Linked DNA regions of Sus scrofa: region 1 is linked to region 2. A link is a contact called in public Hi-C data. All regions are on one chromosome and are shown on one strand. The core of a region is the stretch at or near the end of the contact, and the rest is flanking DNA. Distances in the headings are between cores, read along the strand shown.

Evidence for each region. Hi-C and Micro-C count contacts between places; a contact is called where the count stands out from the background.
Region 1: a Hi-C map of retroperitoneal adipose tissue shows a contact between it and region 2, with 2.0 times the contacts expected there. The contact joins two enhancer-like sites. A contact is called at or near these places in 14 of 47 Hi-C or Micro-C datasets (alveolar macrophages, embryonic fibroblasts, fetal heart ventricle and 10 more) and 1 of 2 datasets of contacts at active chromatin or transcription factors (skeletal muscle).

Annotation. Positions count from the first base shown.
Region 1 is chr17:20,473,503-20,481,067 of Sscrofa11.1, forward strand. All of the region lies in intron 1 of LOC110257380 (a long non-coding RNA gene), which reads right to left. Among named protein-coding and RNA genes, the nearest start is that of TRNAC-ACA, 310 kb to the left of the region's middle. Within about 2 kb of position 5,164, at least 8 of the 83 cell types and tissues checked have an H3K27ac peak or open chromatin away from gene starts, as enhancers often do. A contact at or near this core is called in retroperitoneal adipose tissue, where this site is marked.
Region 2 is chr17:19,405,860-19,413,121 of Sscrofa11.1, forward strand. All of the region lies in intron 2 of SLX4IP (protein SLX4IP), which reads left to right. Among named protein-coding and RNA genes, the nearest start is that of SLX4IP, 46 kb to the left of the region's middle. Within about 2 kb of position 4,147, at least 13 of the 83 cell types and tissues checked have an H3K27ac peak or open chromatin away from gene starts, as enhancers often do. A contact at or near this core is called in retroperitoneal adipose tissue, where this site is marked.

The sequences.
Region 1 (7,565 bases), core at 3,914-6,413, 1.1 Mb after region 2:
CCCTTGTCAGTCGTTTCATTTGCAAAGATTTTCTCCCATTCTGTGGATTGTCTTTTCGTTTTGTTTAGGGTTTTCTTCGCTGTGCAGAAATTTTTCAGTTTAATTAGGTCCCATTTGTTTATTTTTGTTTTTACTGTCATTAAAAGGTGGATCTGGAGTTCCCGTCGTGGCGCAGTGGTTAACAAATCCGATTAGGAACCATGAGGTTGCGGGTTCGGTCCCTGCCCTTGCTCAGTGGGTTAACGATCCGGCATTGCTGTGAGCTGTGGTGTAGGTTGCAGACGCGGCTCGGATCCCGCGTTGCTGTGGCTCTGGTGTAGGCCGGTGGCTATAGCTCCGATGTGACCCCTAGCCTGGGAACCTCCACATGCCGAGGGAGTGGCCCAAGAAATAGCAAAAAAAAAAAAAAAAAAAAAAAAAAGGTGGATCTGAGAAGTCATTGCTGTCATTTATGTTCCAGAGTGTTTGGTCTATGTTTTCCTCTAAGAGTTTTATAGTGTCTGGTCTTATATCTTTGTCTTTAATCCATTTTTTTTTCCACTGTACAGCATGGGGACCAAGTTACACATACATATATACTTACTTTTTCCTCCCATTGTTGTGTTGCAATGTAAGTATCTAGACATAGTTCCCAATGCGACACAGCAGGATCTCATTGTAAATACATTCCAAGAGCAATAGTTTGCATCTGTTAACCCCAAGCTCCTGATCCCTCCCCAAATGGCCACCTCCAGAGAAAGGCATGCTGCTGAATACTCCTGAGAGCTTTGCATCCACTTGAACTTAGCCAAAATGCAGAGAAGCGAGAAGCGATGAGAGCTTTGCTTCCAATGTCCTTCCCCCACAACAAGCCACATTCACCCCTGTTTTCCCAGGATGTCCTCCAAGAACTGCAGTAGGTTTGACCCAGATTCCTATGGAGACTTTGCTTTGCCCTGGGATACAGAGCACGTGAAAGTCTGTGTGCGCCTTTTAAGAATGGGGTCTCCGTTTTCCCCCGTCCTGTGAAGCTCCTGCGCACAAGCCCCACTGGCCTTCAATGCCAGATGCTCGAGGGGCTCTTTCTCCCAGTGCCACATTCTCACACATGGGAGTTTGATGTGGGGCTCAGAACTATCACTCCTGTAGGTCAGCCACTGTTACTTTCCCACCCAGGAGGTATGGGGTTGCTTACATCGCGTAATCGCCTCTCCTAACTCTTGATGTGGCCTCCTCTTTGTCTTCTGGAGTAGGATATCTTTTTGAAAGTTTCTGGTCCATTTGAAGATTGCTTAGTATTTAGTCGCAAATTTTGTTGTTTTTAGGAGAGAAGTTGAACTCCAGTCATTCTATTCCACCATCTTAATCCCATCCTGATTTTTATTTTTTCAATGAATAGTTTTCTGTTTGTGTAAGATGATCAGAAATACTTTTTTCTCTTATGTGCCCAAATTTGGAACCACTAAATATTTCTAAAGTCATCTGCAACTCTAATTTATGCCTTTAGGCTTCTCTGATACAGGCAAGTTAGGCTGAATAAATGTGATGTGATATTAAGAAAACTGACAATTAAGTATAGAGCTGTACGTATTCTCAATGAATGTAATGTTATGCCAGTTGATGAGTTTCTAGTTTGAATCTCCTTCATTACTGGACAAATCATGAAATGTTTATAATACTTAACTGGAGTAACCAAACCAAAGTAGCAACCACATGATTAGAACAGTAAGATCTTAATTTGGAAATAAAATGAATGTTCTGATCCATGTGGCAGGCAGAATTCTTCCCAGCTCCCTACCCCCTGGGGACATGCTCTGTGTAGTCCCCTCCCCCCTGGAGAGTGTGCACAGGACCTGTGAACAGGAAGGGATGTCATTCTGTGAATAATTACAGTATCTGACAAAAGCAAGGGATTTTGTAGATATAACTAAGGTCCCTAATTATATGACTCTAAGTTAATCATAAGGGAGATTATTCTGGGCCTGATCTAATCAGGTAAGTGCCTTAAAAGAGGTTGGGCAGGTCAGAAAAGGAGAAGGTCATCAGAGACACCCTGCCACTGGCTCTGAAGATGCAAATGGCCACGCTGTTCAGAAGGTCCCCTGGCAGGGAAAACATGAGTCTTCTAGGACCTGAGGGACTCATTCTACTACTGTAAGGACTCAATGTAGTCTTGGCCCAGAATTAAAAGAGCTTTAGGTGAGACTCCAGCCCTGACGCCCTGATCTCAGCCCAGTGAGAACCTGAGCAGAGGACTCGACTCAGTTAACTCATGTCTAGACTCCTGACCCACGGAACTGACATACTACTATTGTTCATGTGGTTTTAAGACACGGCATTTGGGGTTATCCATTAGAGAGTAATGAAAAACGACTACAGTTAGATGTGGTAGAACAGAACAGAGAACTGTGTTCCTGAGCTGAGCTGATCCCACTCCCGGCCAATCCACTGGCTCTGCATGACATCGGAAGTACTGGCTGATCAAGGACCCTGCAGTATCTTCAATAGCCAACAACAGGCTTGACTGTGTAAGGCCTGAGTTTTGGTTTTTTTAGGGTCGCACCTGTGGCTATGGAAGTTCCCAGGCTAGGGATCAAATGAGAGCTACAGCTGCCAGTCTATACTACAGCCACAACAACATGGGATCCAAGCCACTTCTGCAACCTACACCGCGGCTCATGGCAACGCCAGATCCTTAACCCACTGAGCAAGGCCATGGGTTGAACCCGTGACCTCATGGTTACCAGTTGAATTCATTTCCATTTTTCCACAATGGGAACTCCAAGGCATGTGATGTCACAGCTCTTAGTGACACCTGGGGGAGTTGGGGTGCAGGCCATGGAGACTAGAGATAGAAAGTATTTCCATCTCCTGTGACAAAGGCTATCAGAGAGGGGTGGCAGGACTTCATCTGCCTTTGCTCACCTGGACTTCCCCCACCCCAAAACAAACAAACAAAAACCTCCCTTTACACGACTGTCCAGAGAAACAAATGAATAGCCATTTGCCCCCTAACAGCAGCATAACTTAAAAACAACAAATTTGGGGCTTATTCCTAGAAGAGTTGTGTTCTCTATGTTGACTTGGTTACTCACTCTAGAAAGAACAGTAACTGGCAACGTGAAATAACTAAAAACAGAACAAATTTCTGCCTGACCAGACATCCTGCTTCTATAACAATTATCTCCATGCCTTCAGCCTCACTCCATACTCTGTTCCCTAAAAGTCGTGGTTAATGCTTATTTCGGTGGCTCTAAAGAAACTAAGCCCAGAGTTCCTATCGTGGCTCAGTGGTTTAAGAACCCGACTAGTATATACATGAGGATGCAGGTTCAATTCCTGGCCTTGCTCAGTGGGTTAAGGATCCGGTGTTGCCATGGGCTGTGGTACATACAGGTCATAGACATGGCTTGGATCCCACGTTGCTGTGACTGTGGAATAAGCCTGGCAGCTGTAGCTCCAGTTCGACCCCTACCTCCATATGCCATGGTGTGGCCCTAAAAATACAAGAGACAAAAAAAACCCAAAAAAACAAAAAAAACACCTCAGCCCAATTGCAAACTTCCTGTCTTTTTACGGCCATACCTGATGCATATGGAGGTTTCCAGGCTAGGGGTCGAATCAGAGTTGCAGCTGCCAGCCTTATGCCACAGTCACAGCAATGCGGGATCTGAGCCGCATCTGTGACCTACATCACACTCACGGCAACGCCGGATACTTAACCCACTGAATGAAACCAAGGATCGAACCCAAGTCCTCACGGATACTAGTCAGATCCGTTACTGCTAAGCTACGGATGGGAACTCCCCCAATTACAAACTTCTGACCTGACCCAAACAGCCATCCCTCTTGTCCTTTCTCTCTTCCCTCAGGAGCCCACAGCTACGATGGCTGGGGCGGCCCTGCAGGGGTGACGGCTTTCATCCTGAAGAATGATGGTGCTTTCGCTCTGGCGCTGGCCCATTTTGGAGGAATTATCCCGCCTGGGGTTCTGCCCATCATATTACAATGAATTACTCTGGAGGAAAAGATTAAACAGTTGGGAAAGCCTGGAGAGGATGAACACATCTGCTAAGAACTCCCATCGAAAATGTTACAAAGTGTTTCTGTTTACTAAATCTTTTGAGACTGAAACTGGTTCAAGGACAACTTAGCTGTCTTGTTTTAAGGAAAGAGAGAGAGATTGGGAAAGAGAAAGGGGTGGGGCAAGGGAGAGATCAGAAAACAGACTTAAGAAGTCACCAAAACTAACTGAAAAATAATACACACATACCTAGAAAGCCATATGAAATTAAAGGTGCTTCTGTGCAGCTTAAATATCTAAAACATGCTTTTAAATGTTATAAATGCATACCTTTAAGATTTATGTATGCATGTAAGACAAAAAAAGATTTCAATAATGCATAACAGTGCTTTATACACAAACTCATGTGATCCCAATTTACGATTGTTTCTAAAGATTGTAATTTTTGGCTCTGTACCTGATTGCAAGAGAGTCAAATCCACAATATCAACAATTTGTTTTTGTTGTATGCCCTGGAATTGTCCCTGCCCTCTAGTAAATACTTCATAAGTTTCAGCAATTATTACACTTTTATGTCATCCCTTGTGATCCTATAAAATAAAATACCCATTATAATAAGGAGAGGGAGTTCCCGTCATGGCTCAGTGGTTAAAGAACCTGACTAGGGTCCATGAGGACTCAGGTTTGATCCCTGGCCTTGCTCAGTGGGTTAAAGATCCAGCATTACCATGATCTGTGGTGTAGGTCGTAGACCCAGCTCAGATCCTGCATTAGTGTTGCTGTGGCATAGGCCAGCAGCTTGATCTCAGATTCAACCCCTAGCCTGGTAGCCTCCATGGGGACAGCCCTAAAAAGACAAAATAATAATAATAATAATGAGATGAGAGGGGGAAAAAAAAAACCTGAAATTGCACAAGATCTGGGGGTCAAAGATTAAGCACCTGCTTTATTATATTTCACCACATGTTAATGCTGACTTTCATTCCTCTAAACGATGGTGATGACACTTAGGTATGATATACAGTCTATTTTATGACTGTGCTGTGGTCACTGAATGCGTATTTGCTTAAACTGTGAAGTCAGACTGGAACATGTAGGAAGTACAGCAACTACCCTCACAAACCCCCACCCAAGATGCCTGGAACCTAACCGCATTCTCCAAAAGCCACAACTGTGCTCTCCCCTCCTCTCCTCTCCCTCCCCCTGTTCCTCCTCCTCCCTGCTTGCTCTCTAGGCAAAAAGACAGAGTCCTATAGACCCCTCCACCCCACCCTACAAAAGCACAAGAAACTGGACAAAGAGCCACAGGCTTGGGGCAGGAAGAAGGGCCTGTGCCGCAGAGTTGACAATAGGTCTCTTTTCTTGGGTTTGTACAGAACGTCCTCCGAATGCGCTTGCTGTGCCCTGTCCCTTCCCTTCCACCAATGGTTAATACAAGCAGGAAAAGGATACACAGATTTTAGAAAAAGAGGGGGGACTCTGGGGCATTTGCTAAAAGCTAGTGGATCTCCAGTTGGGGGAATATGGTCAGTCCCTGACTGTGCACCAACCGCTGGAGGCAGTGAGGGCATCCAAGGTCCAAAAGAGGTTTTCTTGTACCCACAGTGCAGAGCTCAGCTGCCCTCGTTAAAACCATTTCCTCCTTCTTAACCGCTGACTCAAAACACACTCTCATACCAACCAGCCAGGAGTGGGATCACAGGATAGTTCTATATTTAGTTTTTAAGGAAACCCCATACTAGTCTCCACAGTGGCTGTACCACTTTAATTCCCACCAACCCTTGTAAGAGGATCCCCTTTTCTCCAGCATTTGTTATTTGTCACCTTTTTGGGGACGGCGGTTCTGACAAGTGTGAGGAGGTACCTCACTGTAGTTTAGGGTTGCATTTCTCTAATACAATTATGTTGAGTGTCTTTTCATGTGCCTAATGGCCATCTATATGTCTTCTTTGGAGAAATGACTATTTAGATCTTCTGCCTAATTTTTGATTGGTTTTTCTGTTGCTGATGTTATTGAGTTCAACGAGCTATTTGTATATTTTGGAAATTAATCCCTTGTTCAGTTCGTAAATACTTTCTCCCATTTTGTAGGCTTTTTGTTCTGTTTACGATTCCCTTTGCTGTGCAAAAGCTTTTAAATTTAACTAAGTCTCATTTGTTTATCTTCGTTTTTATTTTCATGACTCTAGGAAGTGGAACCAAAAAGACATTTCTGTGATTTATGTCAAAGAATGTTCTATGTTTTCCATTTATCTGGAGAGAACTATAATTTGAAAAGATACATGCACCCAGTGTTCATTGCAGCACTATTTACAGTAGCCAAAACATGGAAGCAACCTAAATGTCCACTGGCAGAGGAATGGATAAAGAAAATGTGATATATATATACATACACACACAGAATAGACTATTACTCAGCCATAAGGAAGAATGAAATAATGTCATATGCAGCAACATGAATGGACCTAGAAATTATCATAGTAAGTAAAGTAAGCCAGAGACAAATCTCATGTGATATTGCTTACATAATTGCTTAGATTAATATTTATAATTTAAATATTATATATATAATATTTAAATACACTTATTTGCAAAACAGAAAGAGACCAACAGACAGAAAACAAACTTAAGGTTACCAAAGGGGAAGGCGCACAGGGAGGGGAAAGGGTTATGAGTTTGCGATTAACATACACACTACTCTATGTAAAACAGACCACCAAGAAGGACCACCTATATAGCACAGGAAACTATGCTCGATATTTAATAATTGATAAAAAAATCTGAAAAAACAATATTTCCTATGTGATGTATAACTGAATCACTGTGCTGTACACCTGGAACACCATATTATAAACCAACTACACTTCAATTAAAAGAAAGAAATTAACAGTTCCCATCGTGGCTCAGCAGAAATGAATCTGACTAGTACCCATGAGAACCCAGGTTCGATCCCTGGCCTCACTCAGTGGGTTAAGGATCCAGCGTTGCCGTGAGTTCCAGTATAGGTTGCAGAGGCAGCTCAGAACTGGTGTTGCTGCGGCTGTGGTGTAGGCCAGCAGCTACAGTTCCAATTCGAACTCTAGCCTGGGAACCTCCATATGCTGCAAGTACGGCCCTAAAAAGACCAAAAAAAAAAAAAAAGAATTAAAAAAATGAAAGGGAGAGTTATCTAGCCTTCAATAAATGTTCATTTGAATGTGGAAAGAAAAACACCCAGCCATCCACACCAGGCTTCTGCCAGGAGCAAAGGCCTGGACGTGGCTTCTCTGTGCAGAGCAGGAGGATGAGGGAAAGGGAACCATCTCCCTGGAAGCCTGGCACTTTTCGGGACCAAGGTTCTGAGTCTCATTAGGCTGCCCTGTTTCTCTCGAGGTTCAGGCTATGTGAACCGGGGCTTATCTGCATTTTAGTTTGTGAGCAGGATTGAGTGGGTGGTGATGAGGGATACATGAAAAGCGTTGGGGGCAGAACTATGGGGAAAGCCACAGCTTTTGGAAGCCTCCCTTCTCCAAACTCTGGGACTTTTGGCTTGAAAAGTCTAGTGCTGCTCTTGATGATTCAA
Region 2 (7,262 bases), core at 2,897-5,396:
GGGATTGAATCCGAGCTGCCTCTGCAGCCTATGCCACAGCTGCGACTATGCTGAATCCTTAACCCACTGTTCGACAGTGGGAACTCCACAAATGAGTTTTTTAGTGACCCTGCCCAGCAGTTTTGTTATCAAGGTAATGCTGGCTTTGTAGGAGTTTGGAAGTGTTCCCTCTATATTTTGCAAGGGTGATCTGAGGTGAGAAAGAATGTCATGCTGTTTGTTTCACAGAGACGTAGTGTCATATTGATGCTGGCAAGGCGTGTGACAGGTCTAGTGCCCCAGTTCTCATGACCTGAAAAAATTCACCATATATTCTGGATCATACTGAGATCATCATGTCTCATCCTAAGTTTCTGTGGTTCTGTATGTTCTATTCCTGTTACTCTAGGTTCTTTCATCATAGATCCTCAGGTTTTTGAGGAAAGGGTTCTAGAAGGTCAAATGAGCATCAGGCTTTTAATAAAGCTTCCTGCTTTCCCATTGTGGCTTCACCTGTGACTGGGCTTCACTTGTGCTTGTGTTACCTTCCTGAGCGCCCATTTCTTCAACTGTGGGATAGTGCTGTTATTCCCCTGTTTGAGGGAGTTTCTTGTGGGTATCGGAGTAATAATAAAAGACAGTGCTGTCAGAGTGTTTGGGAAAAGAACACTTTATGCATGTCATGGGCCCTCGGTAATTATTTCACAGTGACATTCTGTATAGTATTAGAGGGACTTGACCTGGGTGTCTTATTTGTTCTTAGTCTCGTAATTCTTTGGAGTGAAGACTAGTCTAATTCTTTTCACATGTCAGTTAGTAAATCTTCATTTATCCCTGACAGTCAAGACCCTGGGGTGGGCCCCAGAGACACAGACAAGGGTGATAATTGCCTGTCCCTATCCTTGGAGCTTTGTCATGAGAAATTAATGCGTCAGGATTTAAGCAGCAGGCGTTCCCATTGTGGCTGAGCAGGTTAAGAACCTGACATTTAGTGTCCATGAGGATGTGGGTTCCATCCCTGGCCTTGCTCAGTGGATTAAGGATCCAGCTTTGCTGCATAGGTCACAGATACAGTTCAGATCCACTGTGGCTGGGGCATAGGCCTCTGCTGTGGGTCCAGTTTGACCCCTGGCCTGGGAACATCCATAGGCCACAGGTGAGGCCCTAAAAAGAAGAAAAAGAATTTAAACAGCAATAGGTGAGGGAAACACAGAGACTTTCCTGCAGAGCTGAATTGTGAGCAAATAAGTACAGTAGTTTTGTTCGAATCTGTTTCTTTATGGGATGTCGTGGTAAAGCCATAGGTCACTAGTCCTTGGGGTGCTCTCTTTGTGTGTCAGTTTACAAGGTGGGCTGTAGTGCCAGGTGGCTGAGCTAGAAGTCAGGGGGCTTATGTTTCAGCCCTTACTACTGATTCTTGATTATGGACAGGTCAGTTAACTTCAGTTATCTGTAGCTATGTCACCAGCCAGCCCCCAACCTGTCATAATTCCTTGGGTCAGAAATCTAACTGGGCTGTTTTTCTGCTTTACATGACATTGACTGGGTCACTCACTTGGGTGCCTTCAGATACGGACTGGGCTGGAAAGCTCCAGAAGGCTTTGCGCCATTTTGGGTCCTCCTCCACGATGCCTCTCTCTCTTCACAAGGCATCTTGTCCTTCACTAGTCTAGCTTGAGCTCCCTTAACAGCTTGGCATCAGTTTCTTGGAGAACATGACGGTGGAAGCTGCTAGGCTTCCTAAGGGTTTCATCTGGATTGGAAGACTCTTTCTTCCACTATATTCTGTTGGTCAGCACATCACAAGGTCAGGAGGGAAGAGCAGTGTGCTTGTACGAAGGAAGGGAGCGATTGTGGGGACCATCTGTGAGGGCGTGTTACCACATCTATTCTTGTTTTTTTGCTGTTTTCTTTTTAGGGCCATGCCCACAGCATATGGAAGTTCCCAGGCTAGGGGTTGAATTGGAGCTGTAGCACCTGGCCTACACACCAGATCTGAGCTGTGTCTGTGACCTACACCACAGCTCACGGCAACGCTAGATCCTTAACCCACTGAGCGAGGCCAGGGATTGAACCTGCATCCTCATGGATACTAGTCGGGTTCATTACGGCTGAGCCACCAAGGGAACCCCACCGTGTCTATTCTTATCTCTTAAATGTTTTCTATCAAATGAGGTGTTGAATTAGCAAGTCTCTCAGGACCTGTCTAGCACTATGTTTTTATAATTCCATAAATTTTTATTAGAGGGAGTTTTGATGTGTGGTATAGTGCAAAGAATTTGGGCTTTGGAGGCAGAAAGGCCTGGGTTTGAATCAAGGGCTTAACATTGACCTGCACTTTGGGAGGTGATGAGCTTTTTTTTTTAAGTCTTTCTGAGCTTTTTGTACCTACCTGTTAACATGGGTTAATTAAATCGTGCTAATAAAAACTCCCTTCTGGGATAATTGTCCATAGAGTCATCACTTAGAAAGTGTCATTAGCATTTTTCTTCTTTCACTTTGTTACCTGATATGGGCCTTTTCAAAGTCAATAGTAGTTGAAGACATTAATTGTACTTCATCTTGCTTAATTCTGATATAAAGATGATTAAGTATTTAATCATGTTTTGCCAGTGCACAGATATTTTTCTGAAACCAGAAAAAATTATAAATTTCTATAATTATAAATTATTCCTAGAACATTGTTGTTATTTAGAAAGCATGCTTAAAAATAAGTATTTTGAAAATCCATTTTGATCTGTGAACAGTTTACTTATTTGGCATTTTGGTATCTTTTGTCTGGAAGAAAGAAAAAGCCATGTGGGGTGGCCAGCATTCAGTCTGGCAGTTTGAGCCGGCCGTGGATCCTGGCCTCTGCATCAGCGCTAGTGTGTAAGGCTGGAACATGTGCTTCTGCTGCCATCCTAACCGGGCCCGGAATGAAGCTCAGAGACAAAGGGGAGGAAGAGAAAAGACAGACTCCATTATTCTCTAAGGCACTGCTTCTCCAACTGTGTTCCCTGGACCAGCAGCATTAGCATCTCCTGCACTAATTGCACTATGTTTTTTTAATTTATTATTTTTTTTCATTTTTATTTTTTTCTGCACTTTTGGCATATGGAAGTTTCCGGGCCAGGGATTGAATCTGAGTCACAGCTGTGACCTATGCCATGGCTGCAGCAATGTGGGATCCTTAACTCACTGTGTCAGGGCAGAGATCAAACCTGTGCCTTAGCAGTGACCCATGCTGCTACAGAGACAACACCAGGTCCTTAACCCATTGCGCCACAGTGGGAACTCCTAATTGTACTATTTTTACCATAGTGTTATTATGAGAGTTAAACGAAATGGTGCATATTAGGCGCTTAGCAAAGGTAACCATTTTAATAAACATTAGACATTATGTCAGTAATAATCATCATGACAACAGATATTAATTATTGTGATTAACTTTTTTCTTCCAGGGTGTTTCATGAAGCAGCTTATTTTGCAATTTTTTAAAGCTACCAGAATTCCTATTCATTCTTTTAAAGAATTTTTGCGAATGATCTGTTGCCCTTAACAACATTGTACCTTGTCAAGTAAATGAAGACTTATGTAAGCAATGTCCGAAGGTGCTTCTTACAGAAGCTCATGATTCTGAAGAAGACATTCTTCTGTCTCAAGTGATGTTGAAAGGTCATATAATATAGTTATGCAAATATGGTCAGAGCCTTAATGTTATTAATGTCACTGAATAAGTCCCAGGCAATAACTCTGGAGTTTGCTTTTAAAAGCTGTTCTCTCTCTAGATGCCCCTTTCTTTCTTCGTTTTAGATATGTATCCTTAAACATCTCTATATGGAGTTTTTTTCTTTTTCCTTTTCTTTCTTCCCTTGCTTTCTCCTCCTCCCTTCTGTCTGTCTGTCAGTCTGTCTGTCTGTCAGTCTGTCTGTCTGTCTGTCTCTCTCTCCCCTTTTTTTTCCCATTTGTAGTCAAATAAGGATCATGGTTAACCCGAAAAGGAAGGCCCACAGGGTCTCCGGGTCCTGGGCCAAGCAGGCCTGGGTGGTGGGGACTGGAGCCTCTACACCTCAGCCCACTGCCTCGGTCACTTCCTCTTTCTTTCCCCCTTAACCACTATGTATAAGCCAGATCGCAAAGTGAAAAGCAGTTTATTTGTCTTTGCGGCCTGCTGATTCAGAGGCATGGGTGTTCTCTGGGGTGTCACTGTCTGACCGCTGAGCTGTCAACCATAACTTACCTCCGCCTCCCTCCCGGGGCCTCCATCCAGGACGGGAAGCATGTGCCTTCACGGAGGGAGCCTTGGGTTCAGGCTGTGGCCATTGCTTGGTGGCCTGTCTTGCGTGTGTGTGCTTCCTTGTCGTGACTTGATCGTTTGTCCTCATCCTCTTGTCCCTCCTTCTTTGGGCCAGCATGTGGAGCGGCTCATGTAAAGCTGCTCCTTTTTGGGGAGTGGGGTACCTAGGCCGAGCCAGGGGCCCCCGAGAGCATGGTGCTCCGGTTTCCAACAGTGTCCCCTGGGAGCGCTGCCTTCCCTGGGGGCCTGTGCCAGATGCCTGCCCCGAGTTTGATGTATTAGGTCCCGCACAGAATTGAACTGGGGTCTGGAGGGAGACAACACAAGGCACATGGAAAAGCACTGAGGTCGTCCTGCTCCTTCATAGACAACTGAGAATCCTTATGGGGTGAGGATCTGGAAGATTACTCAAGAGAACCTAGTGCCTTATTTAGAGAGTAAGGACTGTATCGGGCTGCTGCTAATCAGGGCTCTTTGGAGCAAGAAACAATGTGCCTGTGTCAAGTACTGGAACTGAAAAGGATGCTTTATGATAGGGGAGCGGAGTGCCCCAGAGAACCGGCATCCGGCTTTGTGCTTGAGCTTCGGGAAGGTCTGGGGACAGCATTGGGCCTCCCGTGGCAGCTCCATGGGCCTCTCTTTGAGAAGTGGACCCTTCTCTCTGCATTTTCTTTGTTACCTCCCTCTGCTGGCTCTCTCACTGCTCTCCCCCAAGTGTTGTAGATCACAGCGGTTCCTCACCTGCCAAGTGACATCTTTCACAAGTGCATTTATAAGTGCATTCTTCTCCAATAAGCACACTTCCGAAGATGTATCTGGGGAGGCATTCACCTTTGCCCTGATGACTGTGGTGCAGAGGCAGAGACACTTATGTGTACATGGCTGTCTCTGCCCCTGCCCACCCTTGGGCATGGCAGTTGTCAGGATCAAAGGCACAGACTACCCTAGGAGTTATAGAGTCGTATTTTAAGGTCGAGAAACTTTATTAAAGTTTCTCCTTGGCAGTTCCATAGACAGGCTTCTTACAGAACATAATGAGTACTTCAAGTGTACAGAGGCCTCTGGGGCATCCAAGATGCAGCTGGAATAATCTGACCCTTGAGAAGATTCTCTTGGTTACCGGAGATGAAATATCTTGATTACTTACAGTGTGCAGCTTGCATTATTGTTGGTGTGTGTGTGTGTGGAGGCATTTGAAGGTGGTTCACACGTTTGGTGTGTATATGTCCTGACAAACCAAAATATTGCCACAATCCAGAAAAATATCCATGAGGATGTCATTCTAATAAAATTTCTTTTTATTTTTTTTGATAGTATTTAATTTTTATTAAAGTATAGTTGATTTACAGTGTTGTGCCAATCTGCTATACAGCCAAGTGACACAGTCATACATATATATACATTCACTTTCTTATATTATCTTCCATCATGGTCTATCCCAGGAGCTTGGATATAGTTCCCTGTGCTATACAGTAGGACTTCATTGCATATCCATTCTTTTTTTTTTTTTTAATTTATTGTTGTTGTTGTTGTTGTTGTTGCTATTTCTTGGGCCGTTCCCGAGGCATATGGAGGTTCCCAGGCTAGGGGTTGAATTGGAGCTGTAGCCACCAGCCTATGCCAGAGCCACAGCAACTTGGGATCCGAGCCGCATCTGCAACCTACACCACAGCTCACGGCAACGCCAGATCGTTAACCCACTGAGCAAGGGCAGGGACCGAACCCGCAACCTCATGGTTCCTAGTCGGATTCGTTAACCACTGCGCCACGACGGGAACTCCTGCATATCCATTCTAAATGTAATAGTTTGCATCTACTACCCTAAACTCTCCCAGTCTATCCCACTCTCTCTCCCTCCTCCTTGGCAACCACAAGTCTGTTCTCCATGTCTGTGAATCTGTTTCTGTTCCTTAGATAGGTTCATTTGTGCCATATTTTAGATTTTGCATGTAAGTGATATCATGTGGTATTTGTCTTTCTCTTTCTGTCTTCACTTAATGTGAGAATCTCTAGTTGCATCCATGTTGCCACAAATGGCATTATTTCATTCTTTTTTATGACTGAGTAGTGTTCCATTGTGTATATACACACCACATCTTCTTAATCCATTCATCCATTGATAGACATTTAGGTTGTTTCCACGTCTTGGCTATTGTGAATAGTGCTGCTGTGAACATAGGGGTGCATGTATCTTTTTGACTTGTAATTTTGTCTAGATATATGCCCAGGAGTGGGACTGCATGGTAGTTCTATATTAGTTTTCTGAGGAACCTGAGTATCTTCTCTGTAGTTGACATTCCAAGTCAGGATCTTCAGCTGTCTGAATCTGGCATTACATCTTGAGTTCTGAAACACTGAGTGCCTTTCCACAAGCCCCTAGGCAGCCATGAGTCTGCAAATTTGCTTCTGACTCAGCATTCTGTTGCATTACCCCACCCCAGGGCAAAACTACAGAAGCTGCACTGTGGCTTCAGGATTTCTGATTGTCATCAAGTGGTGCTGCTAGCCTCTGTGCAGTCTCCCAGCAGCTGATGAAATGCTTACTGTTTCAAAGATGGCTTGATGGAATCAGATGTCGCTGCATCAGTTCCGATGCTGCTTGAGTCTGTTTCACTTCCCACAATGACTGATCCTCCATCTGCAATGACAGTGCATTCTTGAGCCACTGCCCCCTCACTAGGTTGGTGAGTGGGATGTTTATTTTTAGGAAAAGTTAAAATTATCCAGAGAAGGGTATCTTTGGTAAAATTTACATGCATCAGCCTCTCTCTGCAGGGATCTTGGGGGTGTGTGTGTAGAGACTTAAAAAACTTTTTCTGGAAAATTTTAGAGCTATTAAAGGGGAAGGAGTAGAAGGAACATTGAAGCCGTCTTCAACATCGTGGACAGTTTTAAATTAAGTAATATTTAGGCTGAAGGCTGGTTTAAAAAAGCAAATGGTACCCTGTGACTCCAGCACACATGTTTAAGCTGAATTTTCTAAATTTCAGCACTGTTAGTAATT